5 separate regions of the Mus musculus genome follow, and all the other regions are linked to region 1. A link is a contact called in public ChIA-PET, Hi-C, HiCAR-type and Micro-C data. All regions are on one chromosome and are shown on one strand. The core of a region is the stretch at or near the end of the contact, and the rest is flanking DNA. Distances in the headings are between cores, read along the strand shown. Region 1 holds the start of Btbd7 (BTB (POZ) domain containing 7). Region 2 holds the start of Asb2 (ankyrin repeat and SOCS box-containing 2). Region 3 overlaps Asb2 (ankyrin repeat and SOCS box-containing 2). Region 4 holds the start of Fam181a (family with sequence similarity 181, member A). Region 5 holds the start of Prima1 (proline rich membrane anchor 1).

Region 1 (5,457 bases), core at 1,504-4,003:
GAACATCCCTGGATTTGATTTTCAGCACTACAAAAAAATATTTTGAGATAAACTTTGTTGTGTGTGTGTGGCTGCACAAATTTGTAATCTTAGCATCTGGGGAGAAGAGGAACGATCCTAGTGTAAGATACCATCTCTGAGTCAGGTAATAAAATGACTAGCTACTGTCTTCTTAGCTCATTTTATTCTTGCTTTATTTTAACTCAACCTGTGGATGACAGCTTATAATAAGCACCTTCAAAGGTTTGTTATAACTTGCATAAAAGACAAATCCAAATTTCAATTTAGCATTCAAATCCTTCTACAGAGTCAGCCTTCTGGCTACCTAATGTCCCTCATGTAAAATATTCTCCTGAGAGGAGAAACTCTTGCTCCCTTTGTCTCCCTCTATCCCCTTTCCCTAGCACTAAACTCCAATTTATACACTTGCTTTTTTTTCAACCCCACCCCCTCACCCAGGTCACAAAGTAACTGCTCCAATCTCTCTGTAAATATAAACACTCATTGGCCAGTTGACATTCCAAGTGTCCCAGGAAGTTATTTAAACTCCCAAGGCCCGGTTATAACTCCCTCTACCCTGAACTCCCACAGCATTCTCTATATTAGTAGAACTCACTACATTGGCTTCTAGACTCATGTGAGTGCATCTTTTTCCAATAAGAACCTTGAGGCAAAGTCTACTATATATTACATTTCTTGACTCCTACCCCTTAGGTCTGGAATAATGAAAACACAGAGCAGACCTTCAATAAGTGTACATAACCTGAGTACTGTGAGTAAAATATGAAAACATAATCACTTGATTCTATCATATTTCTGAAAGTTGACCTGTGACACATTATATACAAAATTCTGAAGCCCAAATAAAGGAGAGAAGGGGACTAGGCAGCATAACCTGGAAAAGCAATGTTTTAAATCTTAAGGTTAGAGCCAGATACAAAGAACTTGAGACGCTAATCTTAATCATGTTGGGACAGAGAACACTAATAGGAGTTAGGTTTTACAGAACTACAGAAAGAACGAACCCACGCAAGAATGAGCCAGGCTATAATTTGATGAAAATATAGTTATGGACCTAAGAAAACTTCAAGTGAAATGTTACTAAATTTTATTAAATATGGTGTTGGGTGGGCTGGCCTCTTTAGCAGCTATTTTGAGGTAGCTGCGAGGGTCACAGAGAGATACTCGTTTCTGTGTTCAACTTTACTGTGCAACGGCCTAGGGATTGAGCTGAGCAGCGGTGGTGAAAGCTACCCACAAACAGTAGTGCTGGAGTGGAGTGAAAAGAGCTCTTCCTCACCTGCAGAAGCCGAGATCCTAGTTTAGGTCTCACCCCTCCCCAGCTACATGACCCACAGAATCGCACCTTTCCGCGTCCAATTCCCCCACTTTAGAACACGCCCAATCTCTAAAGGTGTTCCTGACTCCAAAATTCCAAGACCAGTCGAATCACAGCTGCTATGAAGAATGTACGGTTCATATAACTTCAAGTCTTTCTTCCAGACTTACAAAGAAGACAATGTGAGTAATGGGTGAGCCATAGACGCTACGCAGAGACAAAAGATAACGTCTGCTGGAAAAGCTAATTTATCTGCAAAAAACGCTTCTTCCTTGCTCCGTCACTGTAAGAAGCTTGAGCCGAGGGGCCAGTGCCCTGGGCCAGAGAACCGAGACTGCTCTGCAAATTCGGCCTACTCCAGAGTACTTATTATGTGTGCTGGTATGGGAGAGGCGCTGTGGTGGTTCAAAGCGGATACAACACTCCTCGGAGTTTCTCCGAAGACGGCGAGAAAGTTCTCACCCTGGAGTGTGAGCGAGAGCGAGAGTGTGAGTGCGTGGAAGGGAGAAACAGCAGAGCAGGAGGGAAGGTAGGCACGCCTTTCGCCAAGTCCTCCCGGGAGCTAAGCTAGCTTAGCCTCCGCGGCTCCAGCCGAAGCTCCGCTCCGTATTGTCTCCCCCACCTACCTGTCAAAGCTCAACGCCAGTCTCGGTCCTCCCAGAGCACTCACTCCGGGACGCTTTCACTTCGCCCGCGGGGAGTGGTCCTCCCCAGGCCTGCTCCCCCCTCCCCCCCAAGCTCCGGCCCTCCCCAGCGGCCTCACGCCCACCCCGCAGCCCGTAAACAGGAGTCCGCGCCGGGTGTGGGTTCCCGAGCGCAGGGTGCGGCGGGTCCCGCCCCTCGCAGCCCGGCGCTAGGGGCTCGTCCCGGCGGCCACCCGGGCGGGGGTGGGGGAGCCGCGCGCCCTCCGGCCCTGAGCGCCGCGCCTCGGTCACGGCCCGCTCGGCGGCGCGCTGTCCGGCCCGCCCCTCAGGGCGCGGGGACCGGGAGGCCCCCGTCCCGCGCCGCCGCCGGCGCGCTGGGCCCTAGACGGCCGAGCTGGCCAGCGCCTCGGCAACCCCGCGGCGTCCGGGCCTCGGCCGAGGCGCCACCACGCCCAACCACCGCCCCTGCCGGCAGCCGGACGTCCCGGGCCGCGCGGGGCCGGCGAGACGGCTCCTCAAGCCTCGGACACCGAGGGACACTCACCTCGGAGGCTCCTCCCGCCGCGACTGCTGCTGGGACCGCTGCCGTCGCCTCCGCCGCCGCCGCCCCCAGCGCCGTCGTCCGCACTGGCGCCAGCCCCCGCGGCCATTCTCCTCCAGCCGCCGCCGCCGCCCTCCCCTCTCCTGTCAGTGGCTTAGGCTCCGGGACCACTCCAGGTTCCCCCCGTCGCCATTTTGACTCCGACAGGGAGCAGGAGGGGCTCGCCTCGCGCGGCCCTGGCGCGCCTGCGCCGCTCTGCGGAGCCGGACGGCCCCGCCCGCCCCCGCTGTCGGCTCGCCCACGTCACGTGACCCGACGTCGGCGCGCCGGCTTGGGGAGGAGGGGCAGGCTAGGGAGGCGCGTTCCCAGGGGCTCAGGCCAAGAGGCGAGTGCGCGCGCATTCTTCTGGCTCTGCCTGCCCGAGGGAGGTGCGAAGGGGCGCGGGGTACTTGTTGCAGCATCCTGCACAGCTCCGGGAATTGTAGCTTGTTATTCTTTGTATCTAAATGGAATAATCATCGCTATGCAGGGGAAGGCCAGTTCCACTGTTTCGTTTCCTCTGGGCAGCCGCCACCCACCGGGTGTTGGCATAAAATGCTTGCCTCAAAAAGAACTGCGATCCGGAGGAAAATTCCTTCCTGGCCGACTTTGCGTTTCTGTGGCTTCTTTTTTGTTAAGAATTTCTAAAACTATTTTGTCTTCTTGGTACTTTTATATGTAGTACTTTGCTAGTTACCTAGTATTTGAGAAAAAAAAGATACTGAAAAGTTTCAGTAACAAAGAACTAGGCTGATGGAATTCACAGTGCCCCCCATGGGAGAGCCAGATCTCTTCCATAAACAGCCCTTGTTTGTGATTTTGCCATAATTACAGCGAGGCAGTAACAAAAACGGCTTACATTTATGGAGTGCCCTACAGTTTTCAAAACACAGTTAAATACATGGTTTCTGTCTGGATGCCAAAACTGCCCTTTGAGGTAGCTGGGACCCGCGTTATTATCACTGTTTTACAGCTAGGGAAGCGGGCAAGCCAAGCCAAGAATCCAGGCAGTGTCCTTCAGGAATTTGCGTTTTCCGTCTTTCCCTAGTCTTTCCTGTTACATTTCTTTTTTTGATAGTGTTAGATTAATTTTTTATGTGTATGAATGTTTTGCCTGAATGTATGTGCGCCACATGGGTGCCCACAGATCCCCTGAACTAGAGTCACAGATGGTGGTATAGTCACCATGTGGGTGCTGGGAATCGAGCCCAGGCCCTCTGCAAAAGCAACAGGTGCTTTAAATCACTGTTCCATGTTTTGGGCCTCTTTATGGTCATTTTAAAAAGGACTTCTGAATAAAAAGCTCCTGTCCTTAGTTCCTCAATAAATTAACTCGATTTAACCTAATCAATTAAAGATTTAACCAGCCCTTAACACTTATTTACTTTCTCAATGGATTGGGGTATGGGAGGGGAAAAGTATTTGTATTGAGACCCATATGTAGCCTAGGCTAAACTTTGGCTTGCTGAAATTGACCTTGAACTGTTCCTAGTTCCACCTAAAGCACTGGGATTACAAGGGTGTGTATCATCAGGCCCATCAATCCACTTTGCTTGATGACCGACTTCGTTCAGTTGACTGTGTGCAACATTGCTGATATATGGGTCATGATAGTCAAGTTAGAGCTTGTGGAACTTGGTCCAATAAATGTACCCTTTTCCACTTCTCTGGGAGATGGATTTGAAATTTGCTTTTGAGGTTCCATGCCCTTGGCTCTCTATGAATAAAAACTGTGTTTTGCAAGTCTGTTTTTTTTCTTCTTCTTCTTTTTTCCTGGTTGGTGGTATGTTGTATACAGGTTTAGATAAGTTTCAAAGGATAGAAGCAATGAAATTTTGTCATGGGTTTGGCTTCTGTAGGTTTTTTTTTTTTTTTCCTGTTTTGTGGTAAAAAGGGTTCCAGCCCCTTCTTTTTCTTTTCTTTTCTTTTCTTTTCTTTTCTTTTTTCTTTTCTTTTCTTTTTTTCTTTTCTTTTCCTTCCCTTTCTTCTTTCCTTCCTTCCTTCCTTCCTTTCTCTCTCTCTCTCTCTCTCTTCTTTCTTTTTTGTTTAATTGAATATGTGGGGGGTGTGTGTGTGTGTGTGTGTGTGTGTGTGGTTGTGCAGGACAGAGGACAAACTCAGGAGTCAGTCTTACCCTTTCCCTTTGAGGTAAGTCACTTTTTATTTCTGTCCAGCTGGCCTGTGAGCTCTCTGTCTCCCATCTCTCCGAAGTAGCACCGAGATTATAGATGAAGAGACTGTGTGCAGCTTTCCACGGGTTCTGGAGGTCTCATTCAATTGCATGGCAAGCACTATACCCCTATCTTCCTAGTCTCTGTAAAAGAAAATTTGAGCTTTCTTGTTTTAGTGATTTGGTATTCAGTTAAAGGGCATAAATTGTTTCTGTCAACTTCTAATAGAAGAACTGTTATTTCTTTGAATATTTTCCTGACCTTTTAAAAACATTTTAAAGTATATTGTATTTTCCCTATTGAATTATTAACTGCTTTCTTTCAAAAAGGAGTTCCTCTTGGATTTATTAGTTTACCGTTTCCTGGTGCAGCATGCAGGCTGCCCCTATTCTAATTCCTGAAGGTCTGTCAATTATATCAGAAACTGTAACTGTTGTTCAAAAAAGGATTCTGTTTACTCCAGTTCTCCTTCCTGCTTCCAGAGCCGCCTAAAGGTGGCTGCCATCTCCTATGAGATGTTATGGCTGCCCTCCGATCTCTGAGAAAGCCTGAGAGCACCCAAAGGAGGACCCAGAAATTCACCCTGCTCACCGATATGTCAGAGTTAAGGACAACTAACAGAAATGACAGTAATGTCAGGGGTAATGACAACAGGATTCGTGCAGATCCAAGGGACAGACTCTGATGCTCAACATTTGGTTAAGAAACAACAAGAGAACTGGG
Region 2 (5,457 bases), core at 1,853-4,352, 480 kb after region 1:
TGAGTGGACACTTGCTGGTGTCCCTCCAGGAAAAGCACATGGGACAGGCCTCACAGCTTCTAAACGCAGCAGACCCAGCTGCTAGTCTCAGAGCCTTGATCCTAGTCTCAGCCAAGCTTGTGACTTTGGGGTGTCAAGGCTTTGTGCAGTCTCAGGCTTGGTCAGTGGTTGTCAGAGAATGCAGTCAACACCACCACACAGGACTCTTCTCCATTTGTACGGAGGAGAAACTGAGGTCCAAAGAGGTCCCAATGGGAATTGATCTTGCCCAAAGCTAACTCTGCCCACACTCCACCACCAAACCAGAGAACAGAAAGTAGAAACCGAGGCTCCATCTGGAGTGGAACACCCTTCCTTCTCTTTGTCCAAATCTGGGTCTCTCTCTCTCTCTCTCTTTCTCTCTCTCAAGTCATCTGGGTTAGGTCTGGAGTATATTGGGAAAAGCCACCTCATAAAGACAGTAAAGAAGAGGGTGAGAGACAGGGTGGGGGAAGAAAAGCAGAAAGAACAATAATACTTTTCTGGGTTTTGTGGCAAATACTGTGTTCTAAGGAGACAGTCTCCCCAGAGCTAAAGGCCACCTGAGGTGTTGCCTGAGAGCAGTGGCTAAGAGGACTCCAGGAAGCCTGGTTTCCCCTCATACCCTCAGCCCCTAGGCTGTTGCCTCTCCAGGACTGGGTCACCTTTGTCTCAGATGCCAGAGTGCAGGGCCTCACCCCTGCCTCCAGGCCCTGCAGGGACTGGCAGTGTCCCAGGCTCTTACACTGAATCCAGACACATCAGTATGGCTCAGTCCACCGGGCTAGACGCAGGATTCCAGGGCCCTGACCCAGTTTCTGCCTAGTCTCTAGAAATGCCGAGCTCTGCCATCTGCCAGCAGCCTGAGGTGACAGTGATGGGTGGGCACGGCTGGCCACTCCTCCCCCTGCAGGCAGCCGAGGACTCTGCAACTTAGAAGAGGGAGGACTCTGGACAGGCTGGAGACAATAAGTGTCCCCTGCAGGGGGGTTCTTAAATCTAGTCTGTGGACAACACTTAAAGACGCCCTAAAGGTACCAGGGAAAGGTCCTAACGGTTCACAAAGATGCTGACTGCCACTGCGTCTGGCCTGAAAACTGCAGGGGCTATGAATGGGAGCCCTTGAGGTCCGGGAGTTTAGCCTTGATTCTTACTTTCAGCATCTCATTGCTGCCCAGCTCCAGACAAGACCTTTAACCGCTCACAACCTCAGTTTCCAAATCTTGAAAAAAGGGTATCAACATTTACCTCATGCTCATGGTGGCCTTGAGAGCGGACAGGGAAATAATCCACCTCTATTAAGTCTTTGGTGGGTACCGGCTAACATGAACTGAGTTGTTCTTCATTATAAAAGCATTTCAGACTCCCACATGGAGGAGAAGGACGGTGCTCCCAATCACTGCCGCAAGAACACTGGTGGTCAGCACATACCAGGTGTGCCTCCTTACGCCAGGAGGGACCATACATACGAGATGGTTTCTTCTGGTGGGCACAGGTCCGTGTTTTGAACAAGAATGAGCTAACAACCACTAGTGGCTAAGGTTGGGCTGTGGCTGGGGGCTGGTCTGGCAGTCTGCCTGAGCCCCTCTGAATTCCCTCAAACCCTTTCCTCACACAGACTCCTTGCAGAAGGAGAATTTTCCTGCCCCAAGCAGGTCTTGGTCACATCCCTGCTGTCCCTTCGTGTCACCGGCCTGTTCATGTCAATCCATCTCCCTGGCAATGAAGGATATAGCCCAAGATAAATCCCTACCTATCTCCCCTTTGCTTATACACTTTGCAAGTATGTTTCCTCTCCCTCTGGTCCTGGAGTGACCACTCCTTTCTCCAGCCTCCACGAAGGCTTCATCTCCCTCCCACCTCAGGGAGTCTTTCCCTCAGCAGCCCCACCTTTCCCAGTTCACATCTCCCTCTCAGCTGTCCCTCCATCCCTTGCTCAGCGTGATGGTATCCCATCTGTCCTTTCCAAGACCTCCTTAAATATGGCATATGTACATGTACACATATGTATATATGAGATAGTTCTGTATCTCTGCATCCCATAGTTTTTCTTCACTCTCATCTAGGTAACATTTCTCATTCCACACCCTCTCCTAAGCCTCCAGAAATGGCAAGCAAAGCCCACGGCACCCGGGTCGTCATCAGTCACACATCACAGTTCATGCATAGCCCTCTTAGTGTAACAGACATGAGTACTCTTGCAGGAAAACAGCCATCATTGGCTCAGTCTGGAAGCGTTTCCAAAAGTCACCTGTCTGACACAAACAACACCAAAGACCCTATGTGCCCGACAATAGCTTGGGTGTTCACTTTTTTCACACGTCCATGTTTTGAAGCACACAACAGAGTGGTATGCTAAGCCAGAGTCCTCCAGAAGGATAGCTACCATGCATGCAGAGTACTGGTTCACTGCTTCCCTGCCAGAGCCAAAGTCTCCATTATGTGCAGAGCTGGGGAGAAGGGGAGGGGAGACAGAGAGAGACAGAGAGAGAGACACACACACACAGAAAGAGAGAGAGAGAGACAAAGACAGAGACAGAGAGACAGAGAGACAGAGAGACAGGGACAGGGACAGAGACAGACAGACAGAGACAGACAGACAGACAGACAGACAGACAGACAGACAGACAGAGACAGAGAGAGACAGAGAAAGGCATGGCCACAGTTTGGGTACAGGTCTCAGTGGGTCCTGAAGCTGCAGGTCCCATCCCACTCAGCAATTCTTTTCAAAATCTCTATCCATGACCAAGTCAAAAGCAAGCATTACCTGCAAGGCTCTGCGGCAGGGGCACAGGTCTGGGCAACAAAGAGATTTTTTCTTGACTGTCTGAATTCAGAACATGCTCTCTGAGTTTGCCTCCTGTGCTGGCCCTGAGCTTCCAGCTGTTGTGCCAGGCAGCTCTGAAACACTCTCCTTTGAAGCAGGGAGTTTATTTCTGGCCCACCGCATGACCACGGATGTCAAGCCAAGCTATAAGACGTTATGACTCTCAGATTTCCCTTCTGAAGATCGCACTAAGGAAGCCGTGATTCCGCCCTCCACTCCTCCGAGGGCACGGGAGACAGGCTCCCGCTTCAGAGAGCATCCTGGGCTTCGGCCCTCACGTGATGTCATCATTTGTGATCCTTGACATGGAGCCCATATATGGGTATGTTTCTAGAACTACCCAGGCGGGAGCTGGAGAGGAGGGAAGTGCAGGAAGACAAGACAGGGAGGGCACACAGAGAGACACAGAATTGAGAAAGAGAAGAAAAAGCAAGGGAGAAAGAAGGAGAGCCCTAAAGTAGAGGCAGGAAAAGAGAGATGCATGAGGGCCCTTGCATAATACCCTTGAGAAAATTCAAGGGTCAGTGTCGGGCATGCAGCAGGTGGCCAAGGCTAACATTTAGAGACACCAGCTGTCCAGAATTGGATGCTCTGGGGTGAAGCCAAGGAACACAGGCCAGAGCACACACCAATGGACCAATGAGCATAGAGAATCCTGCAATCCCGGAAAGGGTCAGCTACAGAAGGGACCTACTACCCCAGGTCTGGGAAAGAGTATCTCCATTTCTGGACTAGGCGATCCAAGAGAAGAGTCTGTTCCCTCTTCTCCTTTGGATGTTTGGTGTTCTTAGCCACGTACTTGGGAACAGAAGGCAAGGGGGAGTAATGTTTGTAGACATCCAAAGTTAGGCCGCGGGAAACCATTTGTAGATGCATGTTATGAGAAAGTCCTTGCATACCACAAACAGGGGCCCAGATAAAAGAGACATTGAGGGAGAAGGGAGATGGCAGGGAAGCTGATGGCTGCAAACCCTGAGCAAGGACCTGTTTAGAAGTGGGCCCTTCTCCAGCCCCAACAGATGCCCCAGACAATGGCAGAGAAAAGTCATCCAGGCTACATACTCCTGACCCTCAAAATAATAAGGTGGGCCAGGTGTGGTGCCACACACCTTCAATACCAGCACTCAGGCAGAGGCAGAGGCAGAGGCAGAGGCAGAGGCAGAGGCAGAGGCAGAGGCAGAGGCAGAGGCAGAGGCAGAGGCAGAGGCAGAGGCAGAGGCAGAGGCAGAGGCAGAGGCAGAGGCAGAGGCAGAGGCAGAGGCAGAGGCAGAGGCAGAGGCAGAGGCAGAAGCAGAAGCAGGTGGATCTTTATAAGTTCAAGGCTAGCATGGTCTACATAGCAAGTTACAGGACTGCCAGGGCTACCAAGTGAGACTATCTAAGACAACAATGGTAGCTATCCTTCTGGAGGACTCTGGCTTAGCATACCACTCTGTTGTGTGCTTCAAAACATGGACGTGTGAAAAGAGTGAACAGCGATGCTATTTTCGGGTGCAAAGGATCTTTGGTGTTGTCTGTGTCAGACAGGTGACTTTTGGAAACGCTTCCAGACTGAGCCAATGATGGCTGTTTTCCTGCAAGAGCACTCAGTGTCTGTCACACTAAGAGGGCTATGCATTAATGGTGATGTGCTCAGAGCTAAAGGCACTGTCTCCGGAAGGCAAACAAACAAAAACCGGGACTCAACTTCATTCTCTCTTCCTGTTGGTGTTAAGATGCCGCCCTCAGTCCCGTCACGGCTTGTGACAGACCAGCAGCTCCCTGGTCTTAGGGAGTGTTATGACTTCTCCATCTGGAAGGGCCCTTGGATGTTCTGTCCAGACCCTTTGCTTTCCAGCTGAGACCCAGAGAGGCACTGTGACTCCTCTGAGCACTCAGCAAAGAAAGGCCATAACAATCTGCACGCTGAAGACTGTAGCCCATGGGCTCAGATGCCAGTGTCTTGCAGTTGAGACACTCCTGTGACATAGGGAGGGACCTGGGCTTTTGGTACCTGACTCAATATGGAAGACATGGAGCATGGTCCAGTAGGAATAAGTATGCTGCAGCAGGGCCTTGACTACTTCATCTCTGATGCCCCAACCCAGGGCTCCATAGGTCAGCTGACTTGTACCTCCAAGTGCTGGTAATGGGCTAATGGTTCAAGCCACTCCATGTTCAACATGTGGGATTTCCCACCTCTGAGTATTATCCATTTCTTGATGGATTTATTATTATTATTATTATTATTATTATTATTATTATTATTATTATTAATTATTCAGTAGCCATTTTAACTGCAAGTCCCTGATGACGAATCTTACTGAGCATCTGATAACTTGGAGTAGTGATTTCTGGGGCATTCCATAGTCGCCATCATCAAGGAAGGTCCAAGAGCAGCCTAGCAACCATCTTCCAGAAGACAGGAAATGGTGAAATGGGGACAGGCACAAAAACTGTAGGAGAATCAGCCTGAAGGAAAGAATTTTCTAGAAGCCCCAGGACCCCTGTGAAACTGTGGGATCTCTCCTGCAGGACCCAAAGGAGTGGTGAGGTTTAAAACCCAGACCCCCTTTTTGCCAGAGACCCCTATTCCAGGAAGGATGGAAGGAGCAAGCAAGCAGAGAAGAGAC
Region 3 (5,457 bases), core at 1,515-4,014, 450 kb after region 1:
CTGTGCTATACACAGTAAGGGCTATGGACTGACCTATAGTTGCCCTTCTTGGAGGCAACATGCAGGGGGAGCAGGCCGTCCTTGTTGGCTTTGTTAGCATCGGCGCCCTGAGAGAGAAGAAACTCTACCACGTCTTCATGCTCATTCTTGCTGGCCTCGTAGAGGGCTGATGCACTGTCACTGGCCTGCGTGTTGATGTCTGCACCTGGAGAGGGAGAAGCAAGCAGAGCCATGAACGATCAGTGGTTCTGCCATAATTTAGTGCCACTGTGTGGTGAGCACCTCCAAGCTAACCACTGGGTGAGTAGGCTGGGCCATGCCTACTGCCTGAATCCAGGAGGACCCATCAGACGTCAGAGCTAAGGTAAGTTCCTTGTCACAAAACCTCGTCTACCCTGTTTCTCTGAATCCATATGGAGTCCTGAGAGGCCAAGTTTTTCATCACAGACCAGGACACAGGACATGAGAGGACTCAGGATAACCCACTCATAGATGTGAAGCTACACTTGAATGTATGGTCGGAAGATGTATTCTAGACTAGGCTTTCAGCCCTCACTACGGGCCCTAGGCTGTGTGCCCTGGCAGCAGCAGCAGCTCCAGCTAGGTACAAAGCTCCTTAAAGGAAATCCTACTGACTGTTAGTTGGATTTGGGGTTGATGGTTGTGGTTGGTTGTGGTTGGTTGGTTGGTTGGTTGGTTGGTTGGTCTGAGGCATCATCTTATGTAGCCCAGGCTCGCCTTGAATTCCATATGTAGCCAAGGATGGCCTTGAACTTTTGAACCTCCTGCCTCTAACTCTAGAGTGCTGGAGATTGGACCCAAAGCTTTGTATAGGATAAGCAAGCACTACCAACTGAGCCACAACCCCAGTCCTGGGCTTGTTTTGTTCTCCATCTGAAATAGGAAAGAACTGGCTTCTGCTATCTTCTTAAGGAACCATGGAGGGACTGGAGAAATGGCTAACTGGTGAGGACCATGTACACATCTTACAGAGGACACGGGCTTCAGTTCCCAGTACCCACAGTGGCTCACAACTACCTGTAACTCCAGCTCCAGGAGATCTGATATCTGTGGGTAGTTATACATCACACACACACACACACACACACACACAAACACCCATACACACACACACACACACACACACACTTTAAAAAAATCATGAAAATAAATTTAAAAAAGAAACTAAACACTGAGCCATGCTTGTAGGAAGGGGGCTGAAGCCTGGTAGCAGCTTCCTGCCATCATCTTATCTTTTACATCTTCTGCATCTCTTGGAGTGAGAGAGCAAACCGGTGTGCACATGATTTCTCTGTAGGCTCCACACTGTAGACGAAGATTAGCTGAGATAGCTCAGTAAAGGCTGAGATCAAAGGCTTGTGTCAGCCACAGCTCCTCTGTCAGAGCCATCTGCTCCTCTCACCCTTTCCGATGACTTCATTTTCAGCAGCGGAGGACTTGTCCTGGCCTTCTGAGAAGAGCACCAGGCCTTGAGGGCTCATCAGGACCATGAAAGTTTCTGTACCATGACTCCCAAGCTCTGGGGCCTTAGACAGCTTTTAGAAGCCTCAGTTTACCTGCTTGTTAGTCAAGAGTCATAGTCCTGCCCTCTCCTGTTTAGGGTGAGGTGTAAATAACATAACAGAAACATAGCACCAGCCTCAGAAGCCACTGCTGTCTAGACAGAGCTCAGGGCAGAGACTGTCCCTTCCCTCAGAGGAACAGTATAGGGACACCTTTAACAAGCCCCTGGGCCTCATGCTTAGGCTCCCCCGCAGGCCTAGGCTTGAGCAAAGCAGCCTGCTCACATAAGGAAAATATTTGTATAGGAACTGGCTTTAACTCCCCATGAAGGGAGCAGTCCCTGCCTCAATATCGGCAGGGAAGAGGGCGACTGCCTGGAGAGGAGGTCCCCCTCACCCACTGCACCCTTGCCCTCAGCACAGCTTGCTGGCCTGGGCTCCAGGACTCCACTGAGTTGTCAGAGTGTTCATTGCAGTCATCCCTGGCTAAGAGCCTTAGTCAGGCCCAGGGTCCATCTCCTAGGCTGAGAGGCAGACACAGGTCAGATCCAGGCTCTTACAGTGAGCAATCACTTAACCTGTCTGAGCCTCGATCCCCTCAAGTATACAGTGGGGTTAGGATGGGTCCCCTGGGCCACACTCTACCTATCTGTCATAGGTCCATGCTTAGCAGGAGGCCTGACACACAGTAGGTCCTCACTGGTTTGTTGCAGCACAGCCCCAACACTTCTGCATAGTCTCGGCCTCTCCAGTTCTCCAGACAGAACTTCCTTCCATTGAGAGGGAAAGACAATCGCAGGAGAGCTTGGAGTGGGTTGTCAAAATACTCAGTTTTTATTCATGTTTTTGAGGTCTTTGCTACTGCAACATCATGGTGCAAGCAGTATGGTTTTAGTTTCTCCTGTTACGGTTTTTTTTGTTTTTGATTTTGTTTTGTTGTTGTTGTTTTTCTTTTTCTTTTTTTTGGGGGGGGGGGGGGAAACTAGGGCAGAGACCTGGGTTCAAATCCCATTTGTATCAATAACCTACTGTGTGATCTTGGACAAATCACTTTCCCACCCTGGTCCTTCCTTGGTTTTTATCACCTGCAAAACAAGGATGTGATCTCCATCTGAGGTCTTTCTGTCCCAGCAGTGTGATGTGTAGTGGTTTGGGCATCAAGAGTCCAAGAATCTAGATAGCTCTACAGCTAATTCCGTAGCTAAGTCACTTCCCCTTTGCAGGCCTCAGATTCCTCTTTTGTGAAAGGAGGATGTTGAGCTCGATCTGAGATAGTAAGACAGGAAGCACCTAGCAGCATCTCTCCATAGCTCTACAGAACCTAAACCTGGCCTAAGAGTCCTCCACACAGCCCTGTGGGGCTCTGGATCAGAGGATGCCACAAGATGACCCCAGTGCAACTTCCCCTCCCAGCTGACCTCTGAGGTCTTTGGTAGCTGTTCTGTGTGGCCACTCACCATGCTTGGCCAGGAACCTCAGGGCCTCCAGCTGCCCACTCTGGGCAGCCACAAACAAAGGGGTGATGCTGTAGACATTCTTGGCCTCCACCTTGGCCCCGCCACTCACTAGGATCTCCATGACCTCCAGGTCATTGCGGGAGACAGACTCGTGCAGTGCGGTCCAGCCCCTGTTACAGCGGTGGTTGGCGTCTGCGTTGTATCGCACCAATATCCTCACCGCCTCCGCGTTCTTGCGCTCACAGGCTGGACCCAGGAGAAGTAAGACAGTCAGTGTAGCCCTGAAGGTTTGACACATCCTTCCAACTACCCTTGAAGAACGCAACGTCAGTGCCTACGTCTGTAAATGAGGTGGGTGGAACACAGAGATGGCAAGCGTCTTACTCAGAGTCACTCAGAGACTAAGTGTCAGTACTGGGATCCAAACCCAGGAAGTCATGCCCCCTAGAATGCTATCTACAGAGCAAAGGCTGCTCATTTAGCTTGGCTTTATCTTCTGAGTACAACCCATCTTTCTCAGCCTCCTCAAACCTCCTCTTCAACTTCCTCTGTCAAAAGACCCCAAATGTGCCCTTGGCTCTGGCCCATAGTTCTCACTAGGGAGCTATAGAGGGTGTTGGAGTCACCAAGGAATGTGAGCCGATTAATGGCTTTTGAAGCCTCCCTGGAGAGGGGACAGCAAGCAGGGGAAACAGCTGCCTATGGTGTTTCAAGGGGTTTCTCTCCCCACCTCATGAGCGCTAGTCTTCTCTCTGTGAACCACACAGCAAAGCCTTCCTAGAGGAGGCTCCAGGGAGGGTCCACAGGAGGCCAAATCCAGGAGCCAGGAGCTGGGGGCTTCGGTACCTAATAGGTCCAACCAAGGCCAAGCCACCAAGCTGGTATTTGGCATGCTTCCTACAGCTCTCTTTGGGACAGCTGAGGTCTCAGGTAACAGCTAAGGGCCCCATAGAAGACACATCCATGTTGCGTTCAGGTGCCTGCAGAATATTATATGTGCTGGATGCCAAATCACAGATGTGCCTTTGGTCCTTACGTCTGAAATGAGAACCCTAGTGCTGAGCTGGCCAGGAGGCTTTTGCTTACATAAACATGGCAGAGGTACACACCCCTTCTCCTACCCTCTGGCTTTTGCCCATGCTGTTGCAGAAGCTTAGCCAGCTGGTAAATCCCTTCCTGTTGGGGTTCAGCCCAGACATCCCTCTGTGAGCACCCCCTCCACACATTCCCACCCAGCCCCTCACCAAACCCTGCATGCTTGTAGTCTGAGTGTGTTCCCATGCTTGATGTAAGCCACAGACATATATGCCCCATCTTTTCAACTAAGGCTCCAGTGACACCCCCTCCCCACCACCCTAGCATGTTGACCTGTGGAAAATGTTGGGTGATCCCATGTGTAAACACAAGATCTAATTAGCATGCATCATGCATTTTGGAGGGGTTCTACCCTCTGCAAAGGGGACCCCTCAGAGCTGGGAATTCATGGGAGCAGTCTGAAAGCTGCCCACTTTACTTCTGGACTTCCTGGCCCATGGGAAGCCCAGCCTAGGGACTCACCTTTGTAAAGTGGAGTCTCCCTGGATTTGTTAGAGATGTCAGGCTCTGCCCCCGCCTGGAGCAGCGACAGGAGGCAATCCAGGTGTTCTCTGCATGTGGCCAGGTATAATGCTGTCTCTTCCTGCAGTGTGCGTTGGTCAATGGTCCCTGGGTAGGCTGGGGAGGAGACCAGAAAATCTGTGATGGAAGGTACCACTCTACCAAGGCACGTGTTCTGACTTCCTCGCAGTTCTAAGGATGGGTATGGAACTGCTTCCTCTGAATTCTGTTAAGCCCAGACTATCTTCATTTCGTCCCCTATAACCTGCTTGGGTTCTTGGCAATAGGAATGCAACTAGATGCCACTTCCTCTGGGAAGCCTTCCCAGGTTGAGCCCCCAGATCTAAAGTGTCTGTTTTTCCTTTGCCCTCTTAGTCACTGCTAGAATGGCTATATCTCATTTGACTTTTCCTGCAGGTGTGCTTGGTGGGAGTTGGGACCATTCAATGGCCAGAGCAGCACCTGCCTCTTGGTATTATTAATCCTAATCTGGCCTAATAGAAAGATGGAATTCAGAGATGAGACAGAACCAGCCCAGGGTCCCACAGTTGGTGGGAACAGCTTTGGCAGTGCACAGGCACAGTTGTGCCTGAGCCTTTCCACACCAAATCAGCCCCTGGAACATTCTGGAACAAACTAGCAGTGGCTGTCCCAGAATTTAGTTCTTCCCTCGTTCTTTTTCTAGGAATTAGGTTCTGCCGGCTGAAAGGCATGGAGAGACAGCAACAAGAGGCAGGGGCAGGAACAGGGAGAGGCCTGTCCACCCCACCCCTACCCCGAACCCAATTCTCCACACCACTCCACCCACCCCCGCCGCAACACAGTGATTTTAACTGTGTTTGTGGCGACCATTACATGGCCTGCCCTCTTCACCAAGGGAG
Region 4 (5,457 bases), core at 1,775-4,274, 440 kb after region 1:
ACCCCCCCTCTCCCACCCCCCAAAACCTCCCAACCCTACTCAGGCTGATTATGGTTGACACTTGCTGCAGGCTGGACTTTGATAGAAGTGCTGCCGTTACGTAAGGGGTTGTTGCATAAGTCACCCTGTGATGCGTCGTCCCGTATTAACAGAGCTCCTGGCAAGTTGCTGGACCTCAAGTGGCCTTTGCGTGTTCCCCAAGTCAGAGTGATTGGCCGCATTCCTCCCCAGAGCTGGAGAGGTCAGAGTAAGCCAGCCCTCTGGGCAGGTATAGTCCCTGGGGAAATTAGGTCTGATTCCAGTTGACAGCTGTCAGACCGCAGCATATTGGGATGTCATAACCAAAGACTGGGACTCACTGCCAGCAGGAATCTGTCATTCCCTGTCCAGGGACAGTGGCTCTTCATTGGACAGTAATTCTTGCACCTGGGGAACGTTTAGCATACATTTATTTATACTTTTAAGTCAAGTAGGATTTTTCATTGCTGAGATCCGAGGTACAGGTCTCGGGACTGGCAGTGGGGGCTCCGAGGAGGGGAAGGTTGGCTGGTGCCCTGCTCTCCGGTTGACTTAGTCACTCTGCTCAGCTCACTTGCCTTTGGCAGAGCTCGGCAGAGACTCCTACCGGGGTGCAGCCTGGAATCCGCCCCCTGCTTTAAGCGCCATCTTCCTAGGGGGAAACAAGACAATCTCATTGATCCACTTGCAGCAGCTCTAAGGGTCCTTTGCCAAGGAACCCTCTGCTTCCATAGTCCTAGGACAAACCTGCAGCCAAGCCCTCACTGCCCTTACCTTGCTAAAGTTGGACTGCAAGAAAACAGAACCAGTCATTTCCCGTCACCAAGATGCAGGTCTTCGTTGGAATGGACAAAGCAGTTACTTTCAGAGACAAGAGGCCTTCCCCGTGCCAAGCCGACGTAGGACAGAGCACACGAAGGGCTCTGGAGAGTCTAATGTGAGCTGAGCTGGGGCTTCGTCACTGAACTGTCCTATTCCTTTCTACCTCAAGCCTGGAAAGACAGTTTAAGACAGGATTCCCACAGAGCCCACTACCGTGAGAAGCATGGCGAGAATACTACAGTGAGGCGCCTTAAGCGCACAGGCATGCTGCCGTCTCACAGGAAGCTGAATGGCCGACAGCAACACCCCTGGGAGCCATCTTTTTCTAGGAAATAAGGTCCACAGGTCACAGGCCAGGAGCAGACAAGGGCTGGATGTGTGAGGCAATCTCCCAGCATGTATGGGAAGTAAAAGGGGGGTAGTCCAAGACACGTAGAGACACACTACCTCGATGTAGGCAGCCAGGGTTCTGAGAGGCGCTGGCAGGAGCCTAACCTGGTGGCCACAGGACCCCAGAGTATATCTCCAGCAGAGTGTACCAAGAGTTTGGAACATGATGCATGGGACCCTCTCTTACCTGTCAAGATGGGCTGGGGACATGCTGCAGAATTTCCCCTTCCAAAGCCCTGACGATTAAGATAGCAGTGGCATAGCCCACAGTTAATGCAGAGGCTGCTGCAGAGGCCTTCCCCGTGCCAAGCCGACGTAGGACAGAGCACACGAAGGGCTCTGGAGAGTCTAATGTGAGCTGGTTACCAGGACAGGGGTCCTAATGCCAGCAGCACACCCTTGTTTGTTCTGCTCTGGCTCTGCACAGAGAGCATGTGGAGCTCTTGGAGTTAGAGCTGCAGCTCATTAGCCCTGGGCCGTCTCCTCCAGAGGAGGGAACTTAGGGCTACTCTAGACAGGTGCCTCATCCCTACAGCAGATGTCTCTTGGTGCCACTCCTAAGTCAGGGTATGCAACCATGCCTGTGGTATGAAGCTGTGGGCCACTATGCAGTCGGAGACAGAAGAAGATGACAGAAAGACAGGGAAAGGGGAGGAAAGTGGACCTGCGGGGGTCCACTGAGCTGGCTAGCATGGAGACCCTGCCCGGGAGCACTTCCCAGACAGTTCTCCTTCACCGGGCTGCTCTCAGCCTCACCTTCTTTCTGGGCATTTGATGGGCAGGGCCACGGCAGCCTGGGCTCCCTCACTTGCTCCAACTGAGCGGCCCTGCTTGCAGCCCTGCCGGCGTTGGCACGGTGACAGTAGCCAAGTGTGCAAACTTGTGCCATTGTCCCTGGGCCAGGGGGAGCCATGGAGACTAGCTAATATGACACAGGAAAATGTTTGCTGATGGCAATTCTATGGGCTTTGTCCACCTCTTTCTCCATCATGACGACTCGATTTAAGTCCCTAACTGTTTGACTACAAACGCAAGGGGACCGTGCAACGCCACCCTTTTGTCCGGCCGCACTGAATGGGCAATTCAGGCTTTGTGCAGCTCAATTGAGGAAGCAAACATAAAGACAAGATTCCTGAGAGCCTCGGCTCCCTTCCCATGGATATCCCAGCACCCCTCAGCCAGCCCGCCAGGGCTACCTTTCCCCACATCAGTGCACCTCTCAAATCCATCCCAGGGGGACCCTTCAGGAAGGACGGTTGAAAGAGGTGAGAGACACGAGGCCAGAGACAGAGTCAGAGAATGCACACTCAACACTCAAGGGCAGAGGAAAAGCAGCCCACTCCGGCTTACCCCATCCGATTGTCTGTCTGCACTGGAGCATGGCAGCTGGAGACCTGAAGTATCTGGGGAAGGTTGGGTGCCTGTCTCACTGTGCCCAGCCCTCCTTGATCCTGAATACTTTTTGCGCGCACACACACACACACACACACACACACACACACACACACACACCTCAAGAAACCAGGTTACTGAGGTCAAGGGGAGGAGTGGGTATGGAGACTGGAGAAAAGTGGGGCTGAAGGGTAGAAATTTACCGGGAAATGATTGCATTTGGGAGCTGTCTTTTTTTGTGATGGTCCCCATGGTGACAATTTGTGACGGCAAAGAATGTGGGACCGGGGCTCCGCCGCCTGATTGGGATGCTTTGTATCTGGAGAGGCGCTCCTGATTGGCCTGAGGGCCCCCCAGCTCCGGACTTGTCCTCCATTCAGCCCACTCAAGGGCTGTGCACAACTGCTTCTCAGCCTGCACGGAGCTCACTGCACGCCAGCTCGTCAGGCTTGCGGGGGTCTACGGTGGGGAACCTGCCGGCCACGTTGGCGGGGGGCCCTGGCCTTCACCTTCGGTCAGTACGGAGTCCCAAGTGGTTTGGCCTGGCTGGGTGGAGGGCAGGGCGTGAGCGGACTAGAGCCTTGGGGGAGGGGCACAGTACTGTGGGTGGTGGCCGAGGAGGCATGAAATTGCTGCAGATGCTTCTACAGGGGAGTCCCTGCGGCCGGCAGGGATGAGCCTTGAAGGCAGGTCTAGATTAAGTGCTAGACAGAGATCCTGCCTGGCCCTGTGTGAGAGTTGGGGGTGGAGCGTGGGGACTGCGGAGGGGGCGGGGTGGTGGGAGGGGAAGGCCACCACCAAGGAGGGGGAAGGGGGCTTGGCCTTCTTTAGAGGATTTCTTTGGCTTTGAAAATAAAAACTTGAATGGTGAGTCGTGCGCGCTGGCCTTCACGATGTGTGGGAGATGCGACCAACTGGGAATGTAGCCCCAGCAATGCCACTTGTAGCTGGGTGGCTTTGAGCAAGGTGTTTGCAGTTTCTGAGCCTTGACTTCCAGAAGAGGGCAACAGGCCCCAGAAGACTGAATGAGATAGTTGACACCTGTCTCATCTCAGATAGTCAAAAGGTGCTGAATAACGACTCACCAGCCCCATTGTGGATTCTGTTTGGGACAGAAGAATGGAGGATGTGTGCATTGGGTCCTGGTGGCCCTGGGGAAGGCGTAACTGCCCTGGAGAGACTCCTGCTGCCTATTGCATTCATTGTGTTCCCTAGGTCTGCCCTGTGCGCTCCTCCAGAGCCCATGCTCTTCATGGAAAGCCCTGCACAGTTCTCGTGGTGATGGCAGCTGACAGTGACGTGAAGATGCTTCTGAATTTTGTCAACCTGGCGTCCAGTGACATCAAGGCGGCCCTGGACAAGTCCGCACCCTGCCGCCGCTCTGTGGACCATCGCAAGTACCTGCAGAAGCAACTCAAGCGCTTCTCTCAGAAGTACTCGCGGCTCCCTAGGGGCCTGCCTGGCAGGGTGGCAGAGCCCCACCTGCAGAGGGGACCTGAAGAGAGGCCTGGACGGCCACCCCTCCATCCCTGTCCCCAATCCAGCCCCGGTGGGGGTGGGAGCTGCACAGAAAAGGCCCTGGGGACCCCCTTTAGGGAGGAATGCCTTTCTAAGGATCAGGGCTTCCGGGGGCTGAATCCAGAGGCTGCTAGACCCGGCCAGGTTCCCATGAGGAAGAGACAGCTGCCCGCCTCGTTCTGGGAGGAGCCAAGGCCCACTCTCAGCTACCCAATGGGGCTGGAGGTGGGCCTGGCCCCCAGGGAGGCATCTTTGTATGAGAATAAGAAAAACTGCAAGGGTCTGGAGTCCCTGGGGCCCGAGACTGCTCCACTGCCCATGTCCCCAAGGGTACTAGCTGACACGGAACCACTCAAGATGTCTGGGGTATCCTTGGTAGGCAGCCTGGATGCTTGGAGCTACTGCCCTTTCCAGTCCCATGGACAGCCCATCTTCCCGGGTCTCCCAGGGGTCCTGCCTCAGGGCCCAGTACCCAGTCTGGGCCTGTGGAGGAGAAGCCTGGCCTCGCCTGTGGATCTGGCCCACTTCTGCAAGGGTGTGGACACCCCAGGGCCCAAAGTGTACAGACCCGTAGTTCTGAAGCCTATCCCGACTAAGCCAGCCATGCCTCCCCCTATCTTCAATGTCTTTGGCTACCTCTAGCTGAACACCCTCAGCCCTCTCTCTTTTGGCCTCCAGGATGGGGGTCAGTCACTGACAAGCTCTCCGTGTGAGGAGGGAGCTGGGCAGGGGCCTGGCCAGGCTGCCTCAGGGACAAGGCTCCTCAGACAGGTACCTATGCGGAGGGAGCTTGCAGCTTGTGGACCAAGGCACAGGAAAACACGGGAAGTGAAACCCTAGTGTGGCAGCTGCCCATCACACACCTGTTCAGCTGCCATACCCCCCGCCCCCCCGGGGGGGGGGGCGAGGGGGCATCTCGCTTGTTCATTCTGTTCTTTGTAAATATTGAGAAAGTTAAAAAAAATTAAAAATAAAGATTTCTTTTCCAGTTTCCACCTCTCGGGTGTCATGAAGTGGGATGGTCCCGGATGCAGGGTCGGCATAGAGAATAGCTACTACAGGTGGGAGTGGCCTGAGGCTTCTGAGATGCCTGGAGGTGGGTGCTGGGAAACACATCTTGATTCCTAGGAAGAGGTGAGAGGGGATGCGGGAAGGGCTCGGGGGAAGGATGTTCGGTCCAGACATCTGAAGGGAGAGGTGGGCCAAGTCCGGATTCCCATGGTTCATGATGCTCAGGGAGGTAGAGATATAATTTTGGTGTGTCTGACTGTGCCAGAGTGGCACAGTGCTGGTCAGAGAGAAAACCAGGACAAATGG
Region 5 (5,457 bases), core at 1,497-3,996, 360 kb after region 1:
GACACACTCCTGTCACACCTAATAAATCTGCCAGCCTGTCATCCTCTTCCCTTACAAGAAAAGAAAATCAACCGAAGTGAACTTAGAAGAACCCTAAGTCATAAACGCTTCATTCCAGACACATTGACAGGAGGGAGGGTTAAGGAATGACCCCGCCCACCTCTGGCAATTTAAATGACATTGGATTTTAGCAACTCTTATCATCTTGCCACAGTCAGAGACTTTCACCAATTTCAAGGGAGGAACTTGCCACCTGAGGGACCCAGGTTTCTGGCCTCGTCTAGAGGCCCATTAATCACAGGATGGTTGCATCAGACCAATCCTTTACTCTCTGGGGGATTCTTGGGCAGTGATTGCTCCTGGAAGCAATGATAGCTCTGACATCTTTCTCTATGTTCGGGGAACTCCTAAGATGTGATGGATCTATTCTCTCCTCTTAAAAGAAACACATGGCCTAATGAACCTGCTTGCTTCCTTCTCCTTCCCTCCCGTGTCCTTCCCCAAACCCAGCTCTCCTGCTTAAAAACCTAGACCCATGCATTGCCAATCCTTCTTCCTTTCCGCTGGTTTCTCTACCCCTATCATCTGAGGATGAATTTTCCAGAGCTTCAAGCCAAGATCTGGCCCGCACAATTTAACTCAAGGATTCTTTTCTAATTGATTTTCATGAGAATTGATTTGTATTGAGTCTGAGAATCTGAAACACGCATGCACAAATGCTTTTGTAAACACTGCCAGGCTGTAGGACATGACAGAGCAGGGGCTTTGTTTTGTAGTCCTCTGATGGGTAGAGCAGGTGGCATGGCTCTTCTCTTTAGAGCCCTCTAACTTACATGACAGCTCTGTTGTCCCTGTCTTCCCTCCTCTCTCAGTCCTAGCTGAAAGGTTTTGGGAAGACAGAGAACTAGGCACCTGGGTACACAGACAGGTGAACTCTGCAATGGGGCTCAGCTAGAAGTTGAACAAAAGGACCTTGTCTCAATGGTCCAAGTGTTGAGAAATGACATCCCCGATTCCCGAGAACACACAGTACATTTAAATAACACAATCATAAGCCAGAGGCTGGCCAGAGCAGAGAAAGTAGAAACCTTGGCCTGAGCTAATGGTGGGATGCCTCTAGAGAGTCATGGAAGCCAGGGAGTGTCTCTGCCCAGTGGATGTAACATCTCACACCCCAGCAACAGCAAGGACAGCTACTAACCATGTTTCCTGGGGTCCAGGTGATGTATCAAGCAAACAAGTACTGGCCCCATAACAAGCAGGAAGGAGAAAACCAGGATCAGACCTTAAGTTTCTTGTTTAGTCACCTTGCTGGTAAAGGACTGGTCAACGGGGGTTTAAGGGCAGGACTAGAGAACATCCCATCCAATCACCTCGAGTAACTGGAGTTAGTGGGGGCTTGGTCTCTGTCCTGAAGACTGGGAGGTCAAAGGTGAGGGTTTGTCCTCCAGCAGTCTTGACAGACTGTGTTTTGCATGAATCGTGGGTCACCATCCACCTCCCCAGCCACCACTTAGAAGAAACACAGCCCTTACCCCAGGTTGGAGACAGTTAGTTGGAAGGCTAATTTGAAGTTTAGGGGTCGAATCTGGTAGGAAACAAGGCACCACTGTGGGATTTTTTTTTTGGGGGGGGGTTGGGTTTTTTTTGGTATTGTTGTTTGTTTGTTTATAAGTTTGTTTCTTTCCATAAAAGCTGCAGTAGAGTTCACTATGAGGTCTTAGCACCTTCCTATATCACGTTCATTCAGTACTGCAGGCCTTAGGCCACAACTGAGACTCTTTGCAAAGTTTCTTATTTTTTTTCAGGGTCAGAGCATGTTATACTTGACCAGTTTTTCTTCCTCCCCAAGTATCCCCAAGACCACTCAGTAGGTGGCTGTAGGGGGAGCTCTGAAGTGACCCTACCCCCTTCCCAGGAGGCCTCTGCCCGCTTCTCACCTGAACTAAACCCCAGAGTGGGTGCAGCGCACAGTGCAGCAGAAGTGAGGGCCAGCAGCAGCCATGGCGCAGCACCAGGTCCCGGAGTAGCATCTCGGCCTGCGGCGCCCACTGGTGAGCTAACTGTCAAGGGAGCAAGGCTTGAGTCAGGTGGACACTGCATAAACCATAGCACCAATTCAAGAACCAACTCGATGAGGACTCACTTGCCCCGCACTTTGGGGCACCTGCGCAAAGCAAGTCTTCATCTTCCTTCCAGTGCGCACACACTTGCTGACTCTCGGTGCTTCCCAGAACTCACACCTACCTATCCTGGAGCACACCCCCTCCCCTTCAGAATACCGCATGCACACCTTGATCCCGTGCACACCCCCAGAAACATCCAAACACACTTATTGAACCTCATACAAACCCAGAAACGGCCATGCACAACTCTGACTAGGAGTACGCTTCAAACCCAGAGTGAATCACTCACTCTGCGCGCGCACGCACTGTGACCCCCATGCACCGCCACCGACTCCCGTCCGCACACTTGACTCTGCTTGCACAGTACCACCAAATCACTCGCTGCATGTAGTCTTTCTGCCCCAGGGACTTCAGTGCGCACACTGTCTCATAGGCACCTCCGTACGTGCCCCCATTTGCCGCCCAAACCCCAGCTCCTGTTCCCGGGCAGGCGTAGGTTTTCCTGCACGCCCCCATCACCGCCCGCACCCCTCCGATGCCTCACGCCACCTTGCCTGGTGGCGACCCCCACCGATCGTCGACACGGAGAAGGGAGGTCAGGGTTGCCCCCACAGCAGCTCTGCTCTCAGCAGCCGGACGGCCCCCATTTAAAGCCAGCCGCCTCCCCAGTCCCCCGCCCTCTAGGCGGGGCCTCTAAGCTCACCCTGGCGGCTGCGCGCGCGCTCGGGGGCTTCACTTGCAGAGGACGAGCGCGGGGCGCTGGAGCAAAAGTTTGCGCGCTGCTTGGGCCTCCAGGGCAGCTGATCTGGGAGACCGGGGCGCGGCGCACTCGCACGGAGCTCCAGGCTCCGCTTGGCCGCGCGCGGGCCGGGAAAGGCGGCCACTTCCGAGGTCGGGCAGCCCAGGCAGAGGGTGGGGAAAGTGTCCTCGGGTCCTCCGCGAGCGGGCCGCAGGAGTCCTCCTTCAGCCCAGCCACGGGTCCCTGCGCCGCCCCGGTCCCCGCCCTTCCTGGTGGCGCCGAGCGGCTGCCCGGGGCGCAGGGTGCCCGGGGCCCGCGGGAGGCAGCGGGCGAGAGGCGCCGGCCCGGAGCACCCGCTCCGGCAGCAGGGCCGCGGGCGGAGGCGAAATAAATAATGCACGAAAAAGGAAAACAGACGTGAGCGGAGCCAGAGCCTCGCCCGCCTCCCTCCCGGGCTGCACTCCCGCCCGCGCTCCCCGCTGCCGCGGCCGCCAGCGCCGCTGCAGTGATTCCTCGTCTCCATCTAGCGAGGCTATTGTGTATTGGGCGCTTAATAATTTATTTATTCACCCTAGAGGCCGAGGACTCCCAGTGACAGTGGCAACCTGCTTCTGCTTGCCCTTCCCTCAAGTTCATCCCCCAGGCTGCGGGAAGGTGGTAGTAAGGTCTGACTAGTGGGGACCCCGTCTGTACACTATCATAGCGGCGCCCCCTTTCCCCTGTGTGTGCTGAGCTAGGATGGTGCTGGCTAGCCCTCCAAAGCAATGTGCCTGACCTCCCTCCATTTGGCAATCATGACCTCGGGACCTCTCTATTAACTCCGCTGTGTCTTAGGGGGAGTTGTGACATTTCAGGGAAAGCCTTCTCCCCAGGACTTTTCCTCCACTATCCACAAACTCCTGTTTGATGCAAGATTATCAACAAGTCGGTTCTTCAGGAAGGAGCTGGTTGCATCTCGTTCAAACAAGCTGCATGCTGCTCCTTCCTACAGGAGCCTTCCCAGGCGCCACGCAGGCGCCCTGCTCATCTGGTGATAGCGCTTTATTAAATGCTCTGATTGATGTTCCCTGGAGGTGGGGGTGTGACCATTCCAGTCAAAGTCGCAAAGAGCTGGGCAATTCTGCCTGGGGTTAGGTAAGAGAACCGGAGGCTTATAACCGAGGGTAGATACCACAGCCCACTGGTTAAGAAAGTTACTTAGTTCCCCTTGGCTGTCCCCAAGTCACTCCAGGTAAACTCACAAAAGTACAAAGTGCTTTGCAAAGCAGGTTTCAGACCAATTCTCCTGCAGCTTCCTTCATCAGAGCACAGCAGCAAGGCCTCCCCTTCTTAGTGCGTACCTAGCTGATGAACTTGTGAGCCCCCACACATGCCCAGTTCTACTAGAGAGACTGGCACAGCAGATGTGAATGAGGCCTTCCCTTACCAAGAACCGGGGAGGGGAAGGTCAGAGGACCATGTCAACATGTTGCCAACACTGTGATGCTCCACTGTCATCGAGACAGGGGCCTACACTGATCAAGAGAATGAAGACAAAGTGGTCCAGGGCTGTGGGAATATGCCAGCAGGTCTGGTAGTCCCGTGGACAAAAATATGGAGACATTTGTCCCTTTGTTTATCCAGTCATTTGTTTTGTATAATATTTACAAACACCTAGTTGCAGGAAATATGAAAAAAAATGAACCACCAACTCTCCACGGGGCCGGACCACACTTTCTAGCTCCTGCCGGCTGCCAATTCTCCAGTCACACCTGACCACAGGACCATCTCTCCGGCACTCCCCAACGCCCCGAGCCCATCCCAGAGTTTCTCTCCATACCACGCACCCCACAGTCAGCCATCAGATCCCAGTACCCAGTACTCTTAATGGCATCAAGATTCTTAATGCTTAATTACCCAATCAGATTCATGTATGAATATCACAATTTACAAGATGCCAATAGAATAATTTCAGAGGCAATTGATAATGATAAAAGCTTTATCCCAATATTTCTAACCTTGTGAAATCATAGCTAGTTGTGGCTAGAAAATGCCATGTGGGTACATGTCTGCGGCCATCTTCCTTCCCCTCCTACTCTGAGACACTCCCTCTCTCTGGCAGCAGAGTACTGGGTGCTGGGCACAGCAGAACAGTAACAAATCTTATACCTTTACAGTCAGGGAGTTGGGACAAAGACAATGCTTGATGAGAGTGGAGTTTCCTAGAACAGTGACCAGGACAGTCTGGAAAAGGGCAATGAGGCATAGACCTGAGGCCTGTCCATCAGCTGAGATTAAATGGTGCCCAGTGTTTTCCTGTCTTTGTAGCCTAAGCCAGTTGAAGTATTTTGCCCAGTGCAGGACTCTAGTCTTTAGCAAAGACAACAGCACCTGCTACCTGGAACTTTTTGCTACTTGAAAAAGCTACTCGCATTACATTTTGAATTCACTCTCATCATCCTGGCTAAATCCCGTGATTGTTCCAACTGAGAAGTCCATAGCTCTTTTCTAGGTGGAATCACACAGCTATTTCCCTAAGATTCATAAATACTCACAGCCAATTAAAGGGTTGAGGCATTCCAGGCGGGGATGTAGCTCGGGTGTTAGAATGCT

What was found. Hi-C and Micro-C count contacts between places; a contact is called where the count stands out from the background. ChIA-PET counts read pairs in DNA pulled down with a chosen protein or histone mark. HiCAR-type assays count read pairs that join an accessible place to other places.
Region 2: a contact with region 1 is called in a Hi-C map of uterus, with 3 times the contacts expected there. The contact joins the promoter of Asb2 here to the promoter of Btbd7 in region 1. A contact is called at or near these places in 3 of 484 Hi-C or Micro-C datasets (the G1E-ER4 cell line and uterus) and 1 of 9 other capture datasets (liver).
Region 3: an RNA polymerase II ChIA-PET map of memory CD8 T cells shows a contact between it and region 1, with 20 read pairs. The contact joins the enhancer-like site here to the promoter of Btbd7 in region 1. A contact is called at or near these places in 2 of 39 promoter capture datasets (cranial neural crest and embryonic stem cells), 6 of 484 Hi-C or Micro-C datasets (CD4 T cells, the G1E-ER4 cell line, Th1 cells and 1 more), 1 of 115 datasets of contacts at active chromatin or transcription factors (memory CD8 T cells) and 1 of 9 other capture datasets (liver).
Region 4: a HiCAR-type map of astrocytes shows a contact between it and region 1, with 3 times the contacts expected there. The contact joins the promoter of Fam181a here to the promoter of Btbd7 in region 1. A contact is called at or near these places in 4 of 39 promoter capture datasets (cranial neural crest, embryonic stem cells and neural stem cells), 12 of 484 Hi-C or Micro-C datasets (Th1 cells, cardiomyocytes, cerebral cortex and 5 more) and 1 of 115 datasets of contacts at active chromatin or transcription factors (astrocytes).
Region 5: a contact with region 1 is called in a Micro-C map of embryonic stem cells, with 5 times the contacts expected there. The contact joins the promoter of Prima1 here to the promoter of Btbd7 in region 1. A contact is called at or near these places in 2 of 39 promoter capture datasets (cranial neural crest and embryonic stem cells) and 3 of 484 Hi-C or Micro-C datasets (all in embryonic stem cells).

Annotation. Positions count from the first base shown.
Region 1 is chr12:102,875,689-102,881,145 of GRCm38.p6, forward strand. Btbd7 (BTB (POZ) domain containing 7) reads right to left here and starts at 2,754. Exons shown (of 11, transcript NM_001377026.1): 1 at 2,528-2,754.
Region 2 is chr12:103,352,899-103,358,355 of GRCm38.p6, forward strand. Asb2 (ankyrin repeat and SOCS box-containing 2) reads right to left here and starts at 3,103. Exons shown (of 10, transcript NM_023049.1): 1 at 2,786-3,103.
Region 3 is chr12:103,330,312-103,335,768 of GRCm38.p6, forward strand. Asb2 (ankyrin repeat and SOCS box-containing 2) reads right to left here. Exons shown (of 10, transcript NM_023049.1): 5 at 4,538-4,693; 6 at 2,981-3,226; 7 at 34-205. Among named protein-coding and RNA genes, the nearest start is that of Gm15523, 3.8 kb to the right of the region's middle. Within about 2 kb of position 2,765, at least 67 of the 459 cell types and tissues checked have an H3K27ac peak or open chromatin away from gene starts, as enhancers often do. A contact at or near this core is called in the G1E-ER4 cell line, Th1 cells and memory CD8 T cells, where this site is marked.
Region 4 is chr12:103,311,935-103,317,391 of GRCm38.p6, forward strand. It overlaps Fam181a (family with sequence similarity 181, member A), which reads left to right and starts at 3,025. Exons shown (of 2, transcript NM_001195726.1): 1 at 3,025-3,136; 2 at 3,838-5,131. The coding sequence starts at 3,904. The coding sequence ends at 4,782. It overlaps Gm29508 (predicted gene 29508), which reads right to left and starts at 2,835. Exons shown (of 3, transcript NR_136894.1): 1 at 2,581-2,835; 2 at 793-1,010; 3 at 434-670.
Region 5 is chr12:103,239,400-103,244,856 of GRCm38.p6, forward strand. Prima1 (proline rich membrane anchor 1) reads right to left here and starts at 2,747. Exons shown (of 5, transcript NM_133364.2): 1 at 2,676-2,747; 2 at 1,941-2,063. The coding sequence starts at 2,033.